Linked DNA regions of Gossypium arboreum: region 1 is linked to region 2. Evidence: chromatin contacts called from public Hi-C data. All regions are on one chromosome and are shown on one strand. The core of a region is the stretch at or near the end of the contact, and the rest is flanking DNA. Distances in the headings are between cores, read along the strand shown.

Region 1 (5,966 bases), core at 2,091-4,590, 310 kb before region 2:
TTCAAAGACAAGCCCCCCTGAGTGGGACGAAAACTGGAATGGAAGCCCCGCAGACCCAATACCCCTCCTCCCAAATCGACATAATTCCTTGAATCATCTTGAAAGAAAGATTGTCTCACCAAAAGGCAACCTCTAGAAAACCAACACTGTCACTAAAATAAGACAGGACAAGCAGTACATACAGATATCCAGGGGGACACATATGGTTCTGTGAAAATGGTTAAGTCTTGAACCAAAAAAGAATAAGAAAATTAAATACCGTTCAGCAGCTTGCTGCCTTAGAATGATGTCAAGTACTCTCAAAGCATCCTGAGTGCTATTATCTGACTGAACTCCTTTGAGGGCAAGAGATATTGACTTCAAGGGTATCTTAGCAGAATAGCTTAGTTCTACTTTGTAAGTCTTTGACTGGAAAGAACGCTTTGTCCTCTTGCCAGTCTCAGCAGGGCCTCCATCAGCAACAGGACTCCTGGTTTCACAACCAGACAGTGAGCTATTGTGACAAAAAAGTTATAACATCTAGATTCTAACATATACAAAATCTAAATCCAGCAAGGAGAAAAAGAATATACCATTTCGTAAATGAGTCTTCTAGCACTATTGTAAATTCAAACTTGTTCTGTGGCAAAGGACCCACTGTATACAAACTCTTTTCACCATCATAGGCAAATCTTTTTCCAGCAAGTTCCGAAGAGTATGTTTGGTAAAGTTTATCAACAAGTTTTCTCCCAATCCGCTTGCTTTCAACAACTCTACTATCTTCTGACGAAACTGTAACCTGCAAATCATATTTTGGTAAATATTCATCCTTAAAGTGAACTTCCAGGAAGAAACAGAATGGAGACAAAATAACCTACAGTATACTGGTAAAATACAGCATCTGGGGCATTGACAGAAACTTTGAAGTGATTGGCAAGCAGGGATATCTTTCGTCCACTTGTCCCAACTTCACTCCTACTGACAATAGAATACTTGGGAGGCTTCAAGCTCTCTAGCTTCACATTGGATGGTATTGTTGGCAGTGGTAGGGGCAGAGATGGTAATTCCAGTGCTTCTTCAGTACTTGCTTTCTCCATCTTGAAATCAATCAGTAAGGACATTAGTACTAGATTGATAGCATTAGTTTCACCACTAATTGCAAGTAAACTGTACATGTAAACAACTAAAATGTACAAGACTACACAAATCTCATGGAATTGTGAAATAACAGAATCTCCACAAGAGCAAAATCTTATAAGATAAACATTTCCATTGATTAGATGAATAGCTTCAAACATTTTAATTGTCAAAGAAGAAATCCACAACAAAAAAATTTCTCCTTCAGTGAAAAACAAATAGGAAAATTAAAGACAAAAAACAGCAATAAAATAGAATAAAATAAATGAAAAACACAGCATATGAGTTACTAGTTGTCCAAGATTACAAGTTATCAGAACCAGCATATAAGATTAGATACAGGTGATGACCAACATAAAATCTTACAAAAAAATTTCCAAGGAGAAGGCTATTAAATTTTGGAAATTATTTCGAAAAAGAATCTTATATTGTTAATACAAAGCAAAGATAAACTTGAAAGGATGGGGAGATAAAATTCCAAACAGGCAACTTACATAACTATCCTTAGAGAGCAAAAATTCAAATGCTAAAGTTGTAGCAGAAAATTATACAATTTTCTTTTTGACATTAAATAGCTCCACTCTATACTACTTATGTGTGAGTGTCAAATATGGGTATGAGTACAACATGGCATGCTTGATTTCTTCTAAGTTTTTCATTTATTTGGAGAGCAGTTAGAAGGTCGTATCCCATACCCATGACCAGAAACGGGTACTTCAAGAAAAATCTAAGCAACATAGGCTCGACTTTAAAAATAAAACGCGATAATATTTTTCCGAATAAAAAAAAAAAAAAAAGCCAGTACTCGAAATCAGTTGCTCTGGACTCTAACAGTGGAGGACATGCACTAAGGGGTGAAAACAAAATTAAAGAAACCAAGAGCAGAGAAATACTGCTTATTTTATGCAATTACAACAAATAAAAAGCTTCTCTCAATGAAATATTTTTCCTGGTTAGGGTTGTTTAGCACGGATTAACAAAATAAATCAAAATCTTAAGAAACGGAAATAATAATTTAGAATAAAAAGTCAAAATCGCTTTGACGATTACGTAAATCAATAGTTCAAACCGCACTCAAAGGTAGGGCATTTCCCATTTTTATAGGAACTTCTGTACCAGAAACAATGGTATCTCCAATTATAGCCCCTCTGGGATGTAAAATATATCTCTTCTCACCATCCCCATAGTGTATGAGACAAATGTATGTATTTCGATTAGGGTCGTATTCTATGGTTACGATTCTACCATATATGTCTTTTTCATTTCGTCGAAAATCAATTTTACGGTATAGACGCTTATGACCTCCCCCTCTATGCCTTGCGGTAATGATTCCTCTGGTATTACGATTTAACATTGCGAAAATCAAACGGCATTCTCAAAAGAAATTGCTTCCGAAAGGAGTTAAAGTTTGAACATCAAATAGAATTCAAAATACAAAAAAAAATATATATATATATATCAAAACAGGTTTTCGTTGACTCCTCGAAATAAGCAAAAAAAAAAAACAGAGTAAGAGACCGATAGTAGAGTCCAGCACGAGACAAGTTTCAAAAATTTTCTTTTCCTCGAATACAATGTCTCAGATTAACAAACAACGTGAAATTTTAGTAAGAAAAAATGTCTGAGATTAGCCAAGAAAACAGAAACAAAACAGAAAAACACAAAAGCTTACAGAGGAGAACATAGGTAGAACTTAAAGCAAAATAGGAATTGTAATGGAAACCAAAAAAAAAAACACATACAAAAACAAAATATCAGAGTATTAGACAACAATGCAGTTCAAAATTCAGCAGAAAAGAAAAGAAAGTTCAAAAGAAGAAAACATAAACCACAAAATATGGTAGCAAGCAAACAAGCAAGAAAAAGAGAAGACTTGGGACGATGATAACATTCAAGGATGAACCAAAAGAAAAGAGCATGGAAAATCATACCCGCAAAGTAAAAACAGAAGAAGAAGGCAGGATTACTGAAGAGTCGGGTCTTTGGCACCAAAAGTAAAAGAGAGCGACAATGTAGGGTGTAAGGGAAAAAAATTAAAATAGTAATTTTCCTGCTTCTTAATTCTTATAGGAGCGGCAATAAAAAGATGGGTTCTTTTAGCATATATATGATGTTAAAACACTTTAGGTTTAAATATTTGGAATATCTCCACCGTTGATATTTAACAAAACTTGTTTTGACTGCTTAGATCTTTTCCGTGGAGTAAACGAAGGGCGGCTATTCCGGTCTAGAACAATCTCTGTTGAACCCTTATAGCTAAAAAGATCAGATCGTTGATATTGATTGGTTAGAAAAGGTTTAACGATGAACAAAAATTAACGGCTCAGATCCCTTGGTTTCTGCTGCATTTGGAATGTGTTTGGACACTGTAAAAGTAATTGGATTTAAACTCTATAGATATTTTATCCCTTAAAATATATTATAATTATCCTGTAACTCTAGTTTTAATAGAGTATTTCATTGTGTATCAAAGTTTTTTTATATGTTTCATGAATCAAGTCAGTTTCAGTGAATTAAATTAGTTTCATGCGATTAGTTAACCTTCACGGGACAATTTGTGTGTATTTGTTATGAGTTTTAGTCCATCAATTCTTGACAAAAACATATAGTAATTATGTTATCTTAGAATTCAATAGAAGTATTGGAAAAGTTCTGTCTTAGGAGCATATTGTATTTTGGACTTCTACTAAAAAAAGAGGTAAATTAACCCTTATACATTTTAAAACATACAAATTAGTCCATCTGTTAAGTTCTATATATTAAATGATCATGTGGCACGTAAATTTAAATGATTAATTATTAATTTGATCGCTAATTTTTAAAATTTTTACAATAATTCTAAAATTTAAAAGAAAGCTTAAAAATAAATATAAATTATTAAAATATATTTAAATCCTGCTTAGTAAAACATTTATAAATTGCAATATTAATAATAAATATTTATATTTTATATTATAAAACATCTATTACTATCTATTTATAAATTTACATAAAAATAGTTATAAATCGCAATATATATTTATTATTAAAATATTAATATAAAATTTTTCAATAAAATATTAAGAATATTACTTTAAATATAAAATTGTTATTAATGTTAAATTTTATAATTAAAAATTTTAATATTAAAATAACTTCATTAAAATAATAAATTGTATTATTTATATTAATAATTTATTATATAATTGAGTATAAATATGTATGTTTAATAATATTAAAAAATATAATTTTAATATTTTAAATTTAAAATATACTATTAATATAATAATACTTGGCTCCATCCAAGTTTTTTTTATTAAAATCAAGTTATTAAGAAATTATTTTTAGAAATGATTTATACTTTTTAAAACGAGAAGTAATTTTCTAAAAAATAGGCTTAATTTTTTTTTGATCAAATTATTTCCACAAAATAAATATAGGAAAATGCAAAACAAAATTCGTAAGTTATTTTCTTGAAACAAACATGCCTTAAGTATTATTGGAGTAGGACCCAAAAAAACTCGAATTCCATGAGATTTTATTCATCCCAGTTCAATGGAGATGAAATCTTCAGGCGGGTCAATTTGGATTTTTCTTAATAAGTTTTTTAGTATTGGGGTTTAAGTTTAGGTGAAATTCGTCCTGCCTGTCTCGTTATATTTACTTAAACATATTTATATTAATTTTATAATTAGTTCTTAAATACTTTTAATTATAATTTCTTGATTTTATACTAATCTATAACATATATTTTAATTTTCTGAACATTTATATATTTCTTTTATAAGATTTTATAATATATTTGATTTAATTTGTAAAAAAATATTATATTGTAAATCTCTACTTTAGTCTTTTATAAAATAAAATAAAAATTTATAAGTGATAGAATTTGAACACGAGCTACTTATATAAAAACAAAACATTAATTTGACTACTAAACTAAATATTTATTTTATTATAATATTTACATTTTAATTGTATTATGTATATTTTATTGTCTCATTAATTTTGTATATATATATTGATAAAGTTGTTGATTGAGTTAGTGTTACAAGCCAGTTAAACACTAACTCAATATTGATTATAACATGTAAATAATTTTACCTTGTTTTGTATTCTCAATATGATGTATTTACATGTTTGAATTTAATTTTACTCACAATTTAATATTTTTATTTTAATATTACATATATTTCATATGTTATTGTTAATTAGTTAATCATGTATTTCATTATTTAATATATGTTAGTTTTAAACATACTTCTATATTTTAAATACATAATTCTCACGTGTGCGTGATAGAATTCTTAATATCATTTAAAATTTCAACACGAGCTAAGCAAAATAAAATAAATCTTTTAAGAGTTGGGATGAAAATATTATATAAAATTCAAATAAGGGTAGGTATGAGTATCAAATAAGGTACACAGATCCATGTTGCGGTATGTATCGCAATCTTGTTTTTCTATTTAATTTTTCTATTTTTTAGTTTTATCTACTAAACAAAATTTAAATAATTTAAGTAAAATTAAATTATTTTTAACCAATTCAAATTTTAAAATAAATTATTATTTTATAAAATATTTGACCAATTCATATTTTATTTTTAAATATAATATATTTACACAAAATATAATTTTAAAATTAAAAAATAACTATTGATTGAATATTAGTTCAATTGGTATCGAGATTATTATCGATATAAAATGACGTAGGTTTAAATACACTGAAATGCCTATAACTTGAAATTAATGTTAATTTTTTAAAAAACTCAGAATTAAAATTGGTAAAACCATTAATTGGTTCTAATAATTGAAAATTAAATAATTCATAAATTAAAAAGAAATCAAAATATTATAATTTGATATTTT
Region 2 (6,737 bases), core at 127-2,626:
TTAACATATAACAAATATTTAAACATAAAATGTCAATTATACATTATACATTGTTCTATTTTATAGTTATATATACAAAGATAAAATAATAATTTTATAAAGTGAAGCGGGATAAGATAAGACAAACAATTATTATAACCATTTCATATCCACCGTTCAAAAGAAAAAGTTCACCTGCCCTTCCTCACATCTACTTTTAAAAAAAAAATACTCTATTTAAAACAAATAAATAAATTTATATAAAAATATAATCATGATAAAATAAAACAAAAAATGATACAAATAATTGGTGTAATTTTTGTTTTCAGAAATGAGCTTGATTTATAAAAGAAATAAAGTAGTATGGAGAAAGTACGTGGCGCCTAGGTCTCGCAGTTGGAGCACTAACTATTTTATACCCCAAAGCATATTCTTTAGAATGTACTCTTTATTCCCCTCCTCTTTTCTTTCTCTTTCCCATATCATATATTTTATTTTTGTTGCCTGCCCATTTCTGAACTTGTGTTTTTATTTGGTAGCTTAATATATATATATTTTTGGACTTACTAACTTATATTTATAAAGTTTATTTGTTTGTATATTTATATGATGTTTATGTTACTATTATCATATTATTTTTATATCATATTTACTCAAACAGTGGGTGTCAATTTTAATACAAATTCTTAACTTATAATCGAATTATTAATGTAATTTTCAAGCATAAAACAGAGCAAAAAATCTTGGGAAAAGACAAATCAACCATAAAACTTTCACAATCAAAACAAATTTGACAGGTTAGAGACCTCTTTGTTATATTCAAATTTTCTAATCAGATTAAATAATTAAATTAGACAATTCAAATATATTATTTCAATACAAAATTTACCAGCAACAACAATATTTATATTTTTAAGTTAAAAATAGTATTTATAAACGAAAATTTGTAAACTGAATTTCAACTTACGTAAATCAATTGCTAACGAGATCTTAGAATTTTAAACACTTGGTCCGGATTCCAATTGCGATGTCTGGTATGAGAAAGTTTTAAATTATGGGTTACTCAATTAATTAAAAAATTATTATTTGGTGTATTTGACTTTTAACTATTTAAAAGTTATTAATTAAATTATTAGGTTATTAAAGTTTCTTTAAAAAAATTTATGTGTCAATAAATATCAAACGATAATTTGCCAATTAATAAGATAGATAAATACTATCAATTTTAATAATTTAGTAACAAGAAAAATCATAAAATATCAATTTTAATAATTCAATAATTTAAATAAATTTTTAAAATAATTTAATCACTAAATTATAATTTTTAATTATTTCAAGGAAATAAAAATTTACCCATTTACTCAAGTTTTTTTATTGGAAAATATGTGTCCCGAATCATAAAAGAATAGAAGTTTTAAAGCCCAAAAACCAGTGAGTTCCATGGCGTTCCCGTCCGTCACTCTCCTTTTTCACTTTTTGTACTCAAGTTTCTCTTTCTACATAAAAGAAATTAAATATAAATAAATTAAAAAAAAAAACATTTTGTTGGATAATATAAGGAAACCATGTTCATGTTCATCTCCAATCTCCATCTTCCTTTTAACTCCCTCTCCCTCCACTTTTAACCACCACCTTCCTCTATCCCCACTTTTAACTGTCGCCGCCGCCCCACTCTGAACAAAAACCCACATTTTCATTCATGAAAGAAGACAGTTATAATACCAAACTAAGCCTAAACCAACAGCCAGCTCGTAGCCATCAGATGTGCAGAACCATAGAAGAATATGCCCCCGCCGTTGACCACCACGTCGACATGTTGTCGTCGACTTCAGATGACCTCAACTTGATTCCTCCTTTAAACTTTGCTATGGTTGACAATGGAATCTTCAGGTCTGGTTTCCCTGATTCTGCCAACTTCTCTTTCCTTCAAACGCTTAAGCTCACCTCCATCATGTAAGACCGAACTTTCTTCTTTTTGACATGCAAATCAATCATTTTCTACTTTGAGTTAAAAGGGTGTCCTCTTTTCTCACTCCTTTTTTTTTTTAAATGCTAGATATCTGTGTCCTGAACCATACCCAGAAGCCAACACTGAGTTTTTAAAGTCCAATGGAATCAAGCTTTTTCAGTTTGGAATTGAAAGTTACAAGGTAACACTTTCTTAAATTTCGCTTTGCAATTTAAGCTTTTGATTGCAAATCTGATGATGGTGTTTGATCAAATCATTCATTTAGGAGATATTATATATAATAAATGCATACAAGCTATCATTAATTCATTAGCAAGAAAAGGGAATTCCGGTTCCATATGCTTATGAATGCTTGGGAGTTTGATTTGTACAATTAGGCTTATTTGATATGATACAAATGGTGGCTCTTTCCTTTTTGGGTGTTAAGAGTTAATAATGAGAAATGCATTCGAGAAGGAGCTCAAACGTTTTGCTGTAAATTCCTTGAAAATTATAGTTGGAATATTGGAAAGACAGTTAATTTTTCTTCATTTCCTAAAATTTTAGTTGTTTAATGAGGAAAATATTTGATGATTTTTCATTAAAATTCTGAATTGACTAATTTTTTTTAAGCTATGCATATAGTCATAGATTGTATTACCATGATTTTCTATTAAAATTTTCCAAATCTTGCTTGAGATTCAAATCAAAACATTAGTGATAACTTGTGCATGTATTTTGAGATTGGAATGTAGTTTTATATATTCATTTGTGAAGAAATTGAACTCTAATGTGAAATTTTCCTGAATGAACCATAATAGTTTAAAGTCTAGCCTCTTTCTATGAATAAAGTGAGCCTCTAAGAAGTAATAAAGCCTCAGGGTTATGTTTCCCCTTTCATGTGAATTTCAATCTCTGAGAAAAGCAATCAGGAAGTAGAAACTACGCCTTGGTCATGCTTTTGGCGTTCGTGATTTGTTTGAGCATGCAACAGTAGCTATAGCTTGGTGTGAATTTCTTTTTGTTTGTGTGTGTGTGTTTTGGAATATTTGTTTACTAAGCCGCAAGTAAATCCGAGTAAGTAATGATATACTCCTTTGTGCTTCAATATTTGAAAGATATCAAGTCACTTGTTTTTTGCTTTGCTTATTATATTGCCAACTACCTTTTTCGTTTTCTTTCAAGTATCTACATCCAACACCAAGGAAAAAAACTGAACATTACTCGTATTGGACATGTATCCGTCTTTGGCACTCATGTCAAAGTTCGAGCCCTATGTTCATTATTAAAAAAAAAAAAAAAAAAAAGACACAAAACAAAACAAAAACCTAGTAAATCCCGCTCTAAATTTAACAACTTGTAGGTGCTGTCTTTAAGTAGGTAATAATGACCACAACCATGGAACGAGGCCTCTTTTATCATTAATGCAAGATTAAGTGATGAAATATCTTTGTATTTTGAATTTTTGATTTTACAAACTTGTTAAGCCTCGCCATTTGCTTTACATTTACTTCATAGCTAATGGAAATATTATAGTTGGCTGTCAATATATCCTTATCATCTTTAATACCCTACCGGATTATTTGTAAAACTCGTTTCATTTTTCCGTGTACTTCTTCTCATGTCAGTGAATTACTAGGGTCGAATTGAACCGAGCTTGAATGAATAAATTCCTGTTTTATGTTTGTTTACTTATTCATGTTTGGTTCATGTTCCTTAAGAATTTCAAATTTGTTTTTTTTTTTTAAATTATTTGTGTTTTGTTAGTTCATTTAAGTTAAACAGATATGTTCTTGAACATTAAACCTGTATATTTGCAAACATATTTACGAATAATGTTCTTGAATAATAACAATAAATAAACATTCATATTATTTTTTAGTTACAAATAATTAAATATAAATATTAATAATTATATTATAAATAAAATAAATACACAAACAATAATATTATTAATTTATATAATAATTGAATAATAAATAAGTTTTAAATAATCTATTAAAAGAATATAAACGAGCTTATTCATAAACATAAATAATCTGAACAAGCTTTGTTCGTGTTCAGTTTGTTCGTGTTCAGTTCGTTTAATAAACGAATTTCAAAATCTTGTTCATGTTTGTTTATTTAGTTTGGTAAACGATCAGAAACCAAACTATTCATTCAACGTTCTATTCATTTACAGCTTATGAGTCACCATAGTGCTAGAGAATGAACTAAAAATATACCAATTTCAATCCTGAAACAAAATAAGATAATTAGTCTGGAAAGGTGGTAATTGGTAAAATTATCTACTGCAGCATGAGCTTTACACAATTGTTGGCAAAAGAGTCCGTTTGTATCATCACATCACATGTATCCCCGAGGTTGCTGAAATTGCAATGAAGCTTACTTACTCATAGATGGTTAAATAAAGTGCAATGCAATGTAGGCTATATTATACTGTGATTGTTTAAAGCGATCGATATCTTCATGTCGTATGGCTTGTAGTTGTGGGTTATATATATATATATATATATAACTAGAAGCAGTAAGTAGTGATACTGTGCTACTTTGACTCTTCATTTTTCGTAAGGTATTTGTCTTTGATGCTTTTGTTTGATGCATATCTGGACATGGGTTAATAAGGATATGGTCTTTCAAAAATCCTTCAAATATATGGAAAAATACATTACCTGTTTTCAAGTAGCATAGCAGTGATGAACGTAGGATTGTTGGTCTCGACAACAAGGATTCCATTTAGTTTCTATCCTTCACTAGTTAAATGTCGAAAAGCTCGGTTCTTGCATGGAACCTACTTTGAAATGATGTATCCAATGATAGAAATTAACTAATATACACATTTCATCCAGGAGCCATTTGTAAATATTCCAGAGGATACGATTCGTGAAGCTTTAAAACTCGTCCTCGGTTAGACTTTATCTCTAGCTATTTTAAACGTGGTTCATTGGTTTCAGGACTTCTAATTTTGCCTTCTCTACTATGCAGATGTTAGGAATCACCCAGTTTTAATTCATTGTAATCGAGGGAAGGTATGTGCATGTTGGTTTTTTTCCAGTGTTTCATACCTGAGTTCGACTGATCAATACCATCTGAGACTTATGATATTGCTTTGCTTTATTTTCCAGCACCGAACTGGTTGTCTGGTTGGATGCTTGAGGAAATTGCAAAGATGGTGTTTGTCATCCGTGTTCGACGAGTACCAAAGGTTTGCTGCCGCAAAAGCTAGAGTTTCGGATCAGAGGTTTATGGAGTTGTTTGATGTTTCTAGCCTAAAGCATCTGCCAATGTCATTTTCTTGCTTGAAGAAGTAAAAAAAAAAAAAACGAAACCCCATGTAATTGAACAGCTTGTGCTTTTCCTGTGGTTTGCAGCGGAGAATGCTCGGTCCTGCATAGGATTAATTAGGAGAAAAGGCGATGAGTTCCGGAATAGCATTTCGTCGGTTAGGGAATTCTTCTGCTTCTTATTATTATTCATCATTCTGTCTTCGACACCAATAAAAGGGGTAGCTAGAAGAAGCAATGTCCCACTGCAATGTTGTTTGGTGTTTCGGATCTCCGTTCCGATCTATTTCTTCTGTTCTTTACTTGTTTGCCATGGCGGATGTAACAATTATCAAGTAGCTATTACATCATCTTGTTTATTTGACAGTTTTTTAGACAAATTGACTGAACTTGAATCGCCATCATTGCAGGTTTCGATTAGTGAAAATTTTACTTGTCCAATATTCGGGTCCCAAAAATCTAATTTATCATTTAAAGTATAATAAAATGATTTTATTTCAGGTTTCTGGATTGGAGTTATAGGTCTTGAAATTTTTGTAATATAAATATTGAAGTTGTTCATGGATATGCTTGAAAATATGTATTTGTTTAAAAATATTAGAAACTTTTTAATTTTCACATAATTTATAAAAACATTTTCAAATCATAAATATGGTAAAGGAGATTCAATTTGGTTTATTATAGCCATTTTATGTAATTTGAATGTTAACTAGTGATTTGCCTCCTTTTTATGTTTTGTAAAGATGCTTCTTCCCTTTTACATTTTGATTGCATGGGTTAGTGATGGTGGATCTCGTTACTCATATGGCGGCGGCAGCGGTTAAGGTGTTTTTAGGTTTGAGTGAGTTTCGGGTTTAATGGGTTTGGTTTCTCATGCTTTTTTTGTACTATTAGGAGTTTTAAAAAATATATTTTAAAATATAAAAGTGGAATGAAGTAAATGCCTTCTTTTCCAAAATAAATCATTAATTATTCTAATATTTCAAATTAATTGATTAATAACATATTGGTTCGATGATTAACTAATATTAATGTAGATGACAATTTATATTAAAAGATAATCATGCGATCATGATAAGTAAGTGATTTATGTTAGAACAATTATCTTGACTATAAATCTAATTTGGGAGATAGCTTGTTTTGGTTACCGAAATTCAATTGACTCCCATGATAAAATATAGATGTGATTGTTTGGACTAACAACATACTTGAATGGACCCAAGATTAATTAATCTTAAATTTATTTGTGGATTAAATCTCATGTAATATTTATTGTGTAACTTATCTTAATTATGAGTAAGTGAATGACTATGTATGTATGGCTCATATATACTTTGATGTATTGATAGTTAATGCATCTCAAAGTATTAAGCAAAAGGTTGACATATTGGGTATATGATTATGTATGACATGACTTTACTTATAAATAGTGGGATTATAGCTCAAATAAAGAGTTAATAGTATCCTTTCGAAAGCATTATATGGATTATGAAAAATAAACATGGTTAAGGGTCATTTTCATGACA

What was found. Hi-C and Micro-C count contacts between places; a contact is called where the count stands out from the background.
Region 1: a contact with region 2 is called in a Hi-C map of leaf, with 2.1 times the contacts expected there. The contact joins the promoter of LOC108461845 here to the promoter of LOC108453508 in region 2. A contact is called at or near these places in 2 of 5 Hi-C or Micro-C datasets (both in leaf).

Annotation. Positions count from the first base shown.
Region 1 is chr7:52,009,078-52,015,043 of ASM2569848v2, reverse strand. It overlaps LOC108461845 (protein argonaute 16), which reads right to left and starts at 3,340. Exons shown (of 23, transcript XM_017761845.2): 1 at 3,048-3,340; 2 at 858-1,076; 3 at 573-778; 4 at 260-469; 5 at 1-132. The coding sequence starts at 1,076.
Region 2 is chr7:51,692,709-51,699,445 of ASM2569848v2, reverse strand. LOC108453508 (probable tyrosine-protein phosphatase DSP4) reads left to right here and starts at 1,376. Exons shown (of 6, transcript XM_017751662.2): 1 at 1,376-1,932; 2 at 2,036-2,129; 3 at 4,777-4,834; 4 at 4,913-4,956; 5 at 5,053-5,132; 6 at 5,299-5,652. The coding sequence starts at 1,679. The coding sequence ends at 5,332.